2 separate regions of the Mus musculus genome follow, and region 1 is linked to region 2. A link is a contact called in public HiChIP or PLAC-seq data. All regions are on one chromosome and are shown on one strand. Each heading gives the region's core, a stretch centred on a gene start, on an enhancer-like site or on the middle of the called end of the contact. The rest is flanking DNA. Distances are from core to core; before and after follow the strand shown. Region 1 has its middle 110 kb from the start of Slc5a12. Region 2 holds the start of Fibin (fin bud initiation factor homolog (zebrafish)).

Region 1 (6,999 bases), core at 3,749-6,248, 120 kb before region 2:
AACATCTTTTCCTGAGAATATATGGCAGAACTTGAAGCAGTTTCTTCTTACTTAGGCAAGTACAGGGACAGCTACAGAAAAGGTAAGAGAGCAAGAAGCAGAAAACTACACACGGTCTTCATTTGAAGAATAAAACATGTGAAATCAGTACTCCTTCCAAAGCATTCTTTGGCTTTCAAAGCAACTTGGTCATAAAATAATGGAATTTTTGTTTTAATTTGCTTAATAGAAAAAAGTTTACCTAAAACACTCTAAGGAAAAATAAATAAAACTACTTTATTTGAAAACAAGCCTAAAATGCCATAATATTTTCCAACTAAAATGCATTGAGGAATGCTTGGCTTTCTACTCCTAGTATTTTGTAGTTATTGTGAAGTCTGTGTTGAATGCATGCAAAAGGTCAGAGTAACGTGATGATCATAAAATAGAGAATAGAATTTTTTCCGTTTTGTCTACATATCTAAGCTTCTTAAGTGATGAAATTACAGGTGTGAGCCACCCTATTTCTAAAAGAATAAATAAGTCTCATACAAACCAGTTTGCCAGGGTACAAACATTTATAATAATGATATAAATTATTATTTGTTGGACCTCTAATATGTCAGCTTCTAAATGTCAGCTCTTTGCATAAAATATGGTCCATTATACATGATAATCTTATTAATGGGTATTATCTTTATTCTTAAGAGGTAAAGAAACAGAAAGAAGGATAATCATCTACCAAAATTACCATTAAGTGAAAGCAAACAGTACTATTTGGAACCTGACTTTATGTGACTCCCTCCTGGACTATAGTTCAATAAAGTAAAGTAGATGCTTTGAGTCGCTGCCCCGGTGGGGAGATAGTGTTCATAAATAGAGTCAAATAATACAGTGACTGACATCATCCCTTAATCCAGTCGCACTGCGTTTCTCAATTATCTGTTTCCTCCTACTTGAGCAAGTCTCTTAATTCTTTGCTCTGATTTAATTTTATTAGAAGAGACAACTCTTCCAAAACAGTTGTAAAGGGGATACTCTAAAGTGAATGATCGGCAAACATTCTATTATTACAATAGCAGCTATTACTATTTTTACCATAGCAATAACACTTATTATATATTCATAACTGACTTGTGCTGGAAGTGAAGTTTAGTCTATTTCCAAAGTAAAAACTTCTTAGTAAAATTAGATTTGATGTTAATAATAAGACGGTCACATTGGTGAGGTAGTAAATAACTTCTGTAACTAAGTCCCAGTATTGGCTTCAGAAACAGCCTAAAGCATGGAAACCCTTGCGGGAGCGTCTGCATTCCACTTGTTATTCCATCACAGGATGAGGCAATTGTGCTTAACAATGTTTAAAATGGCCCCTAATATGTCTTTCCTTTTATCACTGGAGTTCCCCAGAAAGAGTGACTGACTATTGAGTATACAGACTAAAAAGGGAAAGTATCACTTTAAAGGAGCAAATCCTTTTACCTAAAGAAGAAAGAATTGCAACCTAAAGAAATTCCTCTTAAAACTAGAAATTCCAGATAATATTTAAATAATACAATAATACTATCAGATAAGCAATAATTAATTATTCAGTATTAAAGTTATACAAATTCCTCATGAGACTATGTGTGTGTGTGTGTGTGTGTGTGTGTGTGTCAGTGTGTGTGGTGAGAAAAGGAGCAGTTTTTTTTTCCTTTTCATTTTTTATTAGATATTTTCTTCATTTACATTTCAAATGCTATCCCCTATACCCTCCCTGCTGCCCAACCCACCCACTCCGGCTTCCTGGCCCTGGCATTACCCTGTACTGGGGCATATGATCTTCACACGACCAAGGGCCTCTCCAAGGAGCATTTCTTTTATGTCATTTCCATTAATTTTTGACATTATAATTATATCCTTTCTTCCTTCCCCATCCTTCCTCCAAATCCTCCCACACAATCCTCCTTGCTCTTTTAAATTCAAGGCATCTTCTTCCATTAATCATTGTTGCATGTATAAAACTGCATATGTGCACACATACATCTTCCTAAATACATAAATACAACCCGCTCAGTCTGTGTAACGTTACTTGTATATGTCTTTTTCAGGAACTCATTTTTTTTTTCCAGGTAATTAACTGACTATTGAAAGGACACAAGTCACAAAAGAGAATATAAATCTATTTTTATTGGAGTTTCAGCTCTCTCATAATTTTTTATTTCTTTGAGATAAACCTGTGAACTCAACTTTGGATGTATTAAAGTAGCAGCAGTTGGTTTTGCATCTAAAATAGACCAACATATGTTCTTTCTTTGAGGCCACGACTGTGAAAAGTGAGCTTTCTTTTCCATTTTACTGACCATGAACACACGAGGAATTTGACATGACTCGACACTGAACGCATTCATATCCTTTACTCACTGAGAAAAATTGAATTACAAAGAAATTTGTTCTATGGGGAGGGGTTCTGTAACCTAAAACTTTTCTCTTCTTTCCTTCTCTGTTTAAAAGCAGAATGCATTGTTTTATTATAGTGTTATCTAACATGTAAACTTTACTGCTTTACCTACAATGAAGACTGCTTTTTAAAACAATATAAAATAGAATAAGATATATTTGCACAAAGGACAAATTCTCTAAGGAACAGAACCTGTTCACAGTAATGTGTAAAGAGCTTAGAGATACACATTTGAAGCTTCCCAACATAAAGAAAAGATTGGATGTGTTAGGGAATGCGAACTACCTATGACTTTAATTCCATCTACCCTGTGCTGTGTATATGAATCATCCTATAAATATGGGTAATTGTGCATCCATTAAGACATTTAAGTCTACAGTTGAAAATATTTAAAGTATATTTAAAATTTTACAAAACCAAGAATTTCTGGTATCAATACGAGACCCTTTGTGATATCTACTATATCACTATGGTTCATTAAAATTTTGAGAAAAAAAGATTTTCCTTCGTCTCAAAAATATTATTATTACGAATATCCTAATTCCAATGATCTTTTTACTGGCACTGGAGATCAGTGAGGATACGGCAGTAAAGTCAGGTTCTATTTTTTTTAAACTATGCACTCTCATGCTGACTCACTACAGAAAGTCAGTCTTAAGAATGAGAGAGTAAGGCCACAGAGAGGGATGTGCCAGTTTTATTGAGACAAGGCTGTTCAAAACTCTCTGTGAAGCGGTGACTGTTCAGCTGAAGAAAGAGCTAAATAATCAAAAAGAACATAAAATGTGTGTTCTGTTAAAAAATTTAAAAATAGAAAAAAAAATTTCCTACCTGAAAGAAAGCAAGGAAGGACCATTGAAAGGTTAAAGGAAAAATGACAGCCAACTATATATGCTTCCAACGTGCTCCTAACATAAAAAATAAAATAAAATAAAATAAAATAAAATAAAATAAAATAAAATAAAATACCTGTACTTATTCTATGGCAATAAAGACTTCTCTCTTAGAGCACTGAAGGAATTTGATTTCGTTTTGTAGATGTTTCTGGGAGAAACCTACTTGTCCCGAACACTTTGTCCTCTTTGTTTTGTTTTGTCTTGCTGCCTTCTTTCACTGTTGGATCTCTGAGCAAACATTCCAGTTTGTCACCATGTCAATAGCCAAATCGGGCTGATGATGAGAACAGTGTGCTATATTAGTAAAAGAAAAACAAGGTTGTAAACCCCGCTTCAAAGTCTTCATGTTGCTCTTGGCCATAGCTGGGAAAGGGCTTGACGCAGTCAAGCAAGGAAAAAAAAAAAAAAAAAAAAAAAACAGTGCAAACGGTGCTTCAAGATCAGTGATGGGAGCCCAGTTAGCCGTGACATAGACTTTAAGACTAGTCTCTGAAAGGGTAACACATAGTCCATATTGTGCAAACATGCATGAAACGAACAAACACTGGAAGAGAACAAACACTCCCTCCTTTCCACCGTTCTGACTCAAATAAATTTCTATTTCTCTTATTTGTATGTCCTTAGCTATGCGTTGTAGATTAACTAGGAAAATCCACCACATGGACAAGAACAAAGGAAGAATTTTTTTTAAACCATACCCTGCTTCTCCAAGCTTAAAATGTTAGTAGTCCCATCTCTCCATATAAATAATACAATGTAGGCAATGCTGATGTTAGGCAGCCGACAGGTGAGCATCTGTTGATCTTGACGTTTACTTTGTGTCCTTATGAAGTGCAGATTGTTTTGCCATGTAATGCCTTCTTCTGAAAAATACAAATAACTGTTATATTTCATAATGTTGCATAAAGTGTCACTTAGGTGATATAATCAAGGTCAGTATCTGATGAATGTCAGCACAGACTTTTAAGCCCGAGTAAATTAAACACTAAGGACAAGATGGATTGTCTATGAGGACTCACTAAGTAGAGCAAGGCCTTACGCATTTCTAGCATTCATTTGATTTGATTCACTGTGGATGCCATTACTAAATATTTTGCCTCTCACTGCAGCTGCAGTCCAATGTTATATTGATATCTCTTATTTATGGCCTCAATAAATATTGAGGAGGACTCACATTGTTCTGAGAAGAATGTATATGATGCTTTTCTGGGACTTTGGACGTGGACCTTCTGTGAACATAACTCTTGGTGCTGATTAATGGTTCCTCCTGATTTATCTGGGCAGTCCACCTGCTGGAACACTGCAATCCCTGCTGAGGCTCAATCTCAGGGCAGTTCTGTCTCACTTTCTCTTGGAGAAGAGTGCACCGGGCAAGGGCATGTCAGATTTTTTAAAAAGAAGGGTTGTTAACAGGAGTGGTTTGCTGAAATAAAGTAGGGCTCCTGAGAGCAGACCTGGGTGTGTCCCGCAGACAGTGGCTTTGCCTTGGAGCAGCCACCAAGGCCTTATGTAACAGAGGGCCTGCTTGACTCCAGCAGGAAACCCAAGTCCAGACGACACCCTGGCTCCAGGCTGCTGCCAGGTAGCAGCTGACTGTCTCCTTTCTTCTCTGTTCCCCATGCGAATGACCCAGAACAGCTTTTCCCCTCACAGCCTGAATTCATTAGATTTATTTTCTCCCAGCCGTGCTGTGGAGGTTGAATTGCCCTCATTCATAAGCTGACTCCAGACCTAGAGAAAGAGACAGCAGGATCCAGCTATTGCACCTAATAAAATGTGTTCAGTGGAAATCACAAGAGATGACTGGATGAAAAATTCTAAGTTATAAGGAGCCTGAGGAACCTGCGCTGGGAAGCCAACACTCTTCACAAGGTTTGATGTGTAAAAATGCTCTGGGCTTCACCTTTAAGCAAATCATGAGCCTTCTCACCCCTGATCACCAGTTCCTTCTGGATTTCCCAAGATTCCAAAGGGGCTTCTCTCAAGACAAACCCTGAACTTTTAAAAGAAGGTAGTTGGAGCTTAAAGACAGAGCAGATGGAAGGCCGTGGGTTTGATCTGCAGCTCCAGTGCCTTTTCCGGCGTTACTGCCTCCCAGTCTTGATTACAGTGCAGCTGGTAATTAGCCCTGTCAAGAACTTCGTTTGTCATTAGACACTTCGCACATTGCTACTGTGGTTTAGTTTCCAACACAGCATGTTCTACTCAGATTTATGTTTTAAAGATTCAAGATTAACTATTATATCATAATTTAGTCAATTAAATAAAACAATTGTATAAAACTGTCCTGTCTGCCCACCTCCCTTCTGGGCTTCTGTCCAGGTCAAGCTGCAGAATGTGCCTATGAACACAGTAAGGCTTTGCATGGGAGTCCTAATGGGTCCTCTGTTGAAAATCTGATTTGAGCCATATTTCTACTTAAAGATGCCTCTTATTTTGGGGGGCTGGTGAGAGCAAAATTATAAATAGAACAGAAATGCCTCCTTGATATCGTCTAATCAGCTCTACCATCCTTGATTCCCTACCCCCTCCTGCTATGTTTTACATTACTAGGTAAAGAAGTGAGTTTTACTGTGATGTTTTCATACATACATGCATACATACATTCATATATACGTGTATACATACATACATGCATATCTTGTCCATTTTGTCCAAGTAAACACAGTAGCCTATAGTGTAAATATGTTCCTTAGTTGAATTTTACTAAATGTCTCTGAGTTACAATCCTTCTGTTGTGATGGAGACGGAGGGAGGGAGGGAGGGAGGGAGGGAGGGAGGGAGGGAGGGAGGGAGGGAGGGAGGGAAAACTCTTCCAAGGATATGAACTAAATAAATACCTATTTTAAGTTCCCTTTATCCTTATGTCCACAGCATTTAATCTGAAAGTTTACTTGTTCCTTTTCAGGCTATGTTGTTTCATTTTAGCCTACGTCAAAAGCCATCAGCATTCGATCTGGACCTCTAATTTGCCTCTTAATTTCTCTAAACACTGTTATATGCATCATTTTAAAAAAATAACTTGGTTATCATTATGGGAAAATGTACTTGGTCATATTTTTCCTTTTAAATAGCATTAATAATTTTAATAAAAATGGAAGCAATACGAAATTTAACTCAATATTCTGAGGTCCTCAAGGAAACTAAGTTGACAATGATTATATAAGCATCAATTTGCAGAGCACTGAAATGTAGATAAAGAATGACCTGCAGGAACAAAACCTCTCAAACTTGTAGCCTAGTAGGGAAGATAGACACGGAGTCCAATGAGAACCAAAATGGAAACCCGTCCAAAAGCCATGGAAGAATATGGAAGGACTAGTTCAACTGGAAGGAAATAAGAGCTTTTCTTAAGGAATATTTGAACTAAAAATTTTAAGAGTGGAGTTTTTGGAATGACTTGAGTACTTTAACCTAGCAACTGCACACTGCATAATGCTTTTTTAATGGCAAGTATAATGTTGTAGTTGGGATATACTACTAGAAATATGCAGTGTAAAAGACAATATTGTTATTGAAAGTCATGTTTACTACCTAAGAAATTTAAATGTTTTTTTAAGACTTATTTATTTTATGTGTGAATACACTGTCATTGTCTTCAGACACACCAGAAGAGGGCATCAGATCCCATTACAGATGGATGTAAGCCACCATGTGTTTACTAGGAATTGAATTTAGGACCTC
Region 2 (6,658 bases), core at 1,479-3,978:
ACTAGGTGGTGATGCAGGTGAAGTCAAGGGTTGAGGGAACAGTCAGGGTTTCTGCAGACAAGGGTCAAAGAGCCTCAGATGCCCTCCCTAGGAAGTGGCCAGGCCAACAGGTCACTAGGCAGAGGACATTCCTTACCAACAGACTCTGGGCACCAAAGTTCACAGCCAACTGCACACACTTGGGCTGGTCTAAGCAGACTAATGCTGGACAGAGAGGGTACAACCTTGTGCCATCCACCTCTCCTCTGTGCTGTGCTGGGCTAGACTCAATGCTGGGATACATCAGCCTGTGCAGAAGTTTGTGCCTTCTTTAAGGGATACCTGACATAAGCACTAGGGAAACCTTGCTTTGGTCTATGTTTTCTCGATGTTGCGTGTCTAGAGAAAACCGAAGGAGTAAGGCCATCATGAGCATGCTTCAAAAAGTCTGTGTGTGTGATTTCACACGCAGAATCACTAGTTAGTCAAATGGCTCTTCATTGTCTTCCAGGAGTCTGGATTGCCTGCGACTGGAAGAGTAAAGACAAGTCTGACAACAGGGCTGTGTGCATCTGAATGAAAGCTGTCCTTTGTGCTGCAGAGGGAGACTCAGAACAGTGAATACTCATTGTGAGTAGCTCGGTTACATTTCAAGGCAGAAATAGCAAGCATCTCTGGAAACAGAATCTTCCTGCTTACATATTCTTTCCACTTAATTCCCTGTTTCTTTTCTCCACGATCCTGAAATTATTCAATATACAACATATGTTTATTTACTTTTACTTCAATTCGCCCTGCACTTCCCAGATTGAAAGCTCTAGGAAAGCCATGGTTTGTTTCTAGTTATGTTCATTGTTGTATTCTCAATACCAGAAACGGAACTTGATGAATAATAAATGTTCAATAAATATTTGATTAAATGGATGGCCTATCAAATGGCCATTTATGACAATCAATTCATAAATTAAAACCTAAAAATGGCCTCTTTTGGGAAAAAGAGGGCTTGGGGGGTTTTATTTGTTTTTAAATTTAGTGCTCTTTTTCCTGTTTCATATTTCTAGGCACAAGAACGGCTCTTAGGATACCACATGGAAGCTGAAATCACAAGTCTTAAGGGGTCTTGACGTCCATCAGGATCCTTCAGAGGAGAGCTGCACCCAGGTCAGCACTGACGCTCATCTGGCAACAGCAGCTCTATTACCTAGAATTCAGAACAACAGAAACATCGCTGTTGTTTCCAAAAACAGGGCTGATGGACCACATGGCAGCCACTGTGTCCAGGGTGGCTGTAAGCTCCCGTGTGGGGCATGTATTGTGTTACTCCATCATTGGATCTTTAGTGACTATGGTAGCTCCTAGCCTATAAAACCTTGGCATCACTTACCAGAAGCCTAGAGAAACTCGGCAAGCTCAGCAGCAATCTGGGGGCCCTTGCTCTTAAGGTACAAAACAGTTTGGGAAATATGCCCAGAATCTAGGAGATAAACTCTATAAAGGTTTCCATGTGCTGCTGATACAGTATAGACTTAGAAATGGGTTAGTTCAATCAAGAAGTACAAGTTGAAGAAATTAGCTGGGATGGACAAGTTATATGAATATATAAACAGGAAAAGCATTGGCAGAGAATGTGTACTGCCTGAATCCACAACTTAAACACTAGCAGGAGCTTCGTTGCTTTGGAATAGCTATGGAACATGGTGTTCTGAGGACATGTGTATTTATGGAGAGGCTATGGAACTGGCAGCTGGACTCGTGTTTGGGTGGCTTTTTTAAACCAGCTGTGGTAATGTCACTATTTGTGAATTAATTAAAATAAAAATATTTTCTTTCAAAGCAGTACGGTTTTTTTAACTTAAATTTAAATCTTTGTACCTTAATGGTTGAATACAATCTATGAGATCGTGTCAATTTGCTTAACGTTCTAACTGTAGATAAATATTCCAACCTCATAAGTAACTGACAGGAGACCCCAGCAGTCAAATACTACACAAAAGACTCAGTAAGGCTCACTGGAACGTTATCTAATAGATTACACAGAGGTCCCAGTTGTCCTCTTATTGATTAAACTGGAAACTTTTATTTTTATTTTTATTAGTAACTATGCACTATGAATATAAAAAATCGGTTATCTATATTCATTTTGTTTCAAAAGTATTGATTTTAATAACCTTTAAACCATTTCCAAACAAAACTATTTCCAATACTTCAAATTTTTTATTTAAAAAATAACGTTTTGAAAATGAGTAAAAAAAAATACATTTCTCATCTGGTATTTAAATGTCTGAAATGCCATTTCTCTGAAGCAATCACCTCTTTCCTAAATATGCTAATAGCAGCTGGATTTTATGTTTATAATTATCCTCTACTATCCCCATTCAAGATACGTCTTATTGTACAGGGTCTCCTTTTTCAAGATTGAAAAAAGGAGACCCTGTACCTTTAATAAAGGAACTGGTGAAAGCTTTCTTTCCAAATTTGTTCCTTGGCTTCCAAGTGACGAAACTAGCTGTAATTTGAGAGTCCTGCAATCCTCAGGATATCTTTAGCCAAGGGGAAAGAAAACGCTGCATTCCCACCCAGTCCAGGGGTTGAAACAGTGTCAGAACAGCTTCCCTTAGCTACTAGCTCCGTCTCCCTGGAGCCAGAGGGAACTCCGAAGGTGACCGCAAAGCCAGCGCCTGGAGCAGCAGGTCCCCAGTCGGTGGGTCGGGCTATCCTGCTAAAACAGCAAAGGTCCAGCCTCTCAGTAGAGAGAGGATCAGGGACGCTGAGGAGCGTGGTGCACACCGCTGCTGCGTAGAGCCACATGAAGCCTGTGGAGGAACCAGGATCAGAGAGCGGCAAGCGAGCTGCGCCTGAGGAGGGCGCCTTCTCCCGAAGCCGCTGACACCCGGGGGAACCTTTTTCCTTGTTCCTGGACTAAAACGCTTCTCCCGAATATCCAGAATGGTGTTCCCGAAGTTGATCTGGATGGGTTTCTTTTGCCACCTGTGTCGAGGCTACTTTGATGGCCCCCTGTACCCAGAAATGTCTAATGGGACTTTGCATCATTACTTCGTGCCTGATGGAGACTATGAGGAGAATGATGACCCCGAGAAATGCCAGCTGCTCTTCAGGGTGAGTGATCGCAGGCGCTGCTCCCAGGGGGAAGGGGGCCAAGCCAGTAGCTTGCTGAGCCTCACTCTTCGAGAGGAGTTCACAGTACTGGGCCGCCAGGTGGAGGATGCTGGACGCGTCCTGGAGGGCATCAGCAAGAGCATCTCCTACGACCTGGATGGGGAAGAGAGCTATGGCAAGTACCTGAGGCGGGAGTCCCACCAGATCGGGGATGCCTACTCCAACTCTGACAAGTCCCTCACTGAGCTGGAAAGCAAGTTCAAGCAGGGCCAAGAGCAGGATAGCCGGCAGGAAAGCAGACTCAATGAGGACTTCCTGGGGATGCTGGTCCACACCAGGTCCTTGCTGAAGGAGACACTGGACATCTCTGTGGGGCTCAGAGACAAATACGAGCTGCTGGCACATACCATCAGGAGCCATGGGACCCGCTTAGGTCGACTGAAAAGCGACTATCTGGAGGGTGGGGCACAGAAGACAGGCTAATATTTCCATTGTAACTGCTTCATTTTATCCAAATTTGCACTTTCAGAACACGTCTGAAGTCATCTTTCGAAAAGAAAGAAAAATTTTAATAAGTTGAGTTATTCTGATTTTAGTTTGGTTTTGTGCATTATTTATGTTATTATTAAGGATTTTTCACTTGCAAAAAAAAGCAATTTTAAACTAACCCCTGGGTTATTTCCTAAAGGGTTTTATTGCTCTAACAGAATCTCTTCTTTCGACTCCATCTAAAGGATGCATTTGTGTGGAAAGACTGATTAAACTTCCACATCCTGGCGGGGGACGAGGTGCGTGGCTCCTTTGCATCAGCAGGCTTCTCTTTGGTCTCTGAAGGCTGAGATGCCTGATTTTCAGATGAGGTCCCAGGTGTGTGGCATGCCTGCCAGACAAGGAAGTTCATTGATTCTCCTTTCGCTCTTATTTATTTACCATGTTCTTAGTTGTTTCTGTTTTGTTGTAAGAGTGTTATTGAGAATTTGCATGCAAATCACCACCAGTAAGATGTTCAAAGTTCCATTGTGGGTTTGTGTAAGTTGAAGATGCAACATTTAAGATAGCAAAACTTTAGGGTGGTTGCCCACTCATGATGTGTCTTTCACTTCACCATCAAAGAAACAGATTGCTTAACACTCAAGTGTCTATGATTTAAGTTGTCAGCATGTTTTTTTCTTCTTGGACTCAGATAGCATTGCTTCCTTTTGTTTATTGAAAACTTATATTTCCAGAGGGAGGGTCTAACTATAGAAATCCCTTATGTACATTTTATTACTCAGCCAATAAATGTTTTCATATAATACTGGCTTTTTTTCTAGTTTACAGTCATAACTCTCATATTTCAGAGAGGGACTAGTGCAAAGGAGAGGGGAGATAGGATTGAAGCCAGTTTATCAGAGTATATGATAAGGATGAGATTTTAAAAAGAAAAACAGAGGGAGAAGGTGCTGTATTTTTGAGTATCTTACCCTGTCTGCTCACATACACCATCCTAGTAAGGGGTAGTGGGATCTAGCCTGTACAAGAATTATACATTTGATTTCCACTCTTCTGATGGAAAAATCTTAAATTTCTCTCATTTTTCATAGACTCCATTGGAAATGTGTGACAAAGGTCCATATCTCCTATGCACTCATTCTGTGTTAGTGATGCCTAACAATTTGAAAGCTATTTCTATGCTCTTAAAATAAATGAATTAAAATGTGAAAATGCATTTTATTTCAATTCTTCCCTGGGCCAATATTTATCACCACCTTAAATATACTTTCTTTCCACTTGCATCCACACACAAAGTATGCAAGAGTTCACATTCTGTTCAGCAGTGATCCCATTTTTCTATCCTCTATGCAAAGAAAGGATTTATCTGCTATATACATTTGTCTCAGGGTTACTTTAAAGGGCTTCCTTCTTTAAAGGAAGGACAAAAAATATTGATCAGAACAAATATGATATTTGGTACTTGAGTTTGTAAAGTCAGATTGCTTCCAGCCTGAAAATAACAATATTGCCCCAAAAGCACTCAGCTACAACATACAGACAGACAAATCAAATGGAATCTTCTTATTTTGCCTGTTGTAATAGGATATTGGAATGTATTGAGGCTGGAAAATGGTTTTTCTTCTGCATGTCAATCTCAATCAGTTGTTAATGGCTGCCCACCAGCTTATGTTAAGAAGGATCTCATAGGCACAAATTTGAGTGCTGCTAAAATATAGAGATATCCCCATGGGAGCAGGAAGAGGTATGATGACATATCTGCTACAGACCTGAACACTGAAACAGACTACGGGCAAGCTTCTTTTTGTGCTAATATTATGTATTCCAACAAAACCAAAATATTTCAATAGTGGCTAAATAAGCAGCCTGTGATCCCCCTAGTCTTGTGGAGATGATCTCGGACAGAAAATGAGAATTTCCAGGTAAGAAGGAGATGGTGGTAAGAGACCTCGACAGACAGTCTAACCTTATGGCGGGGACCCAGGCCTTCCTCCCTACTTTGTCATTAGACATTAGACTTGGTTATTCATACCGTGATAGATACTTGCTGAAAGCATTGGGCTTTACTTCTTAGACAATGAAATGTGTGAGAATCAGACATAAACCACATACTCTCTTCTGAGACAGCCACTTACAAACTCATCTTTGCAACCTAGGATTTTTGTTTGTTTGTTTTGTTTGTTGCCAGTGTTTGTCAACCACTTCTTCCATGCCAGGTACTAAACTAAGCTGTGGGTAATTCTTGGAAATTACAAAACCTCTGGACTTCATCTATGACTCAAACGCTTTTTGAAGTGTTATCTAAAACAGAAAGCGATCACATTGTTGTAGCTATTGTTATTAGACACAGTAAAAAAAAAATTAGCTAACATGCTTGAAAAATCAATATTGCTAGTAAGGGCCATCACTAAGAAGTAATTTATCTTTTTTCTTTGTAACAACAAATAATGTGAGAAATTGCATTCGGTTAAACAGTTGAATTAGTTGTGTTACATTGCTGTGATAAAATACCCCGAGAAAGGCCATTGAGAAGTGAAAGGGTTTCTTTTAGATTGTGTTCTTAGAAGGATCATCCCATGATTCTCAGGCTCTGTTGCTTCTGGACACTTGGTGAGGCACACTACAAAGGCAGAGTGGAGGTGGTTCAAGCCAGACAGGGTCCTATCAAGGGGAAAGAGAGCACTGAGTTCAATCCTATAGAAGAAGCTATCTATAACTGATATTCACAGTCCACAATGTATACACACACACATATGTATGTGTGTGTATATATACATATGTATATGTATATGTGTGTGTATATATATATATATATATGTGTGTGTGTGTGTGTGTGTATATATGTATATATATATATATGTGCATATATATATATATATATATATATATATATATATATATATATATATGGGGTGGGTGGGTGTGTATGTATGTATATTAGAAACAAATCACTTGTTTTTAACCAATACAGCTAGCCTCATAAATCATTCAAAACTTCTTAGACCTGGGTCATTGAGATAGATCACAAGGTAAACGTGTTTTCTACAAAAGTTGGATGGCCTGAATTCAA

The links. HiChIP or PLAC-seq counts read pairs in DNA pulled down with a chosen protein or histone mark.
Region 1: an H3K4me3 HiChIP or PLAC-seq map of embryonic limb bud shows a contact between it and region 2, with 2.5 times the contacts expected there. The contact joins the enhancer-like site here to the promoter of Fibin in region 2. A contact is called at or near these places in 4 of 39 promoter capture datasets (the SN4741 cell line, cranial neural crest, macrophages and 1 more), 2 of 484 Hi-C or Micro-C datasets (embryonic fibroblasts and embryonic stem cells) and 3 of 115 datasets of contacts at active chromatin or transcription factors (embryonic limb bud, heart atrium and neural progenitor cells).

What each region holds. Positions count from the first base shown.
Region 1 is chr2:110,484,845-110,491,843 of GRCm38.p6, reverse strand. No RefSeq gene overlaps it. Among named protein-coding and RNA genes, the nearest start is that of Slc5a12, 110 kb to the left of the region's middle. Within about 2 kb of position 4,998, at least 37 of the 459 cell types and tissues checked have an H3K27ac peak or open chromatin away from gene starts, as enhancers often do. A contact at or near this core is called in embryonic limb bud, where this site is marked.
Region 2 is chr2:110,359,063-110,365,720 of GRCm38.p6, reverse strand. Fibin (fin bud initiation factor homolog (zebrafish)) reads left to right here and starts at 2,728. Exons shown (of 1, transcript NM_026271.1): 1 at 2,728-4,796. The coding sequence starts at 2,926. The coding sequence ends at 3,579. All of the region lies in intron 2 of Gm30319 (a long non-coding RNA gene), which reads right to left.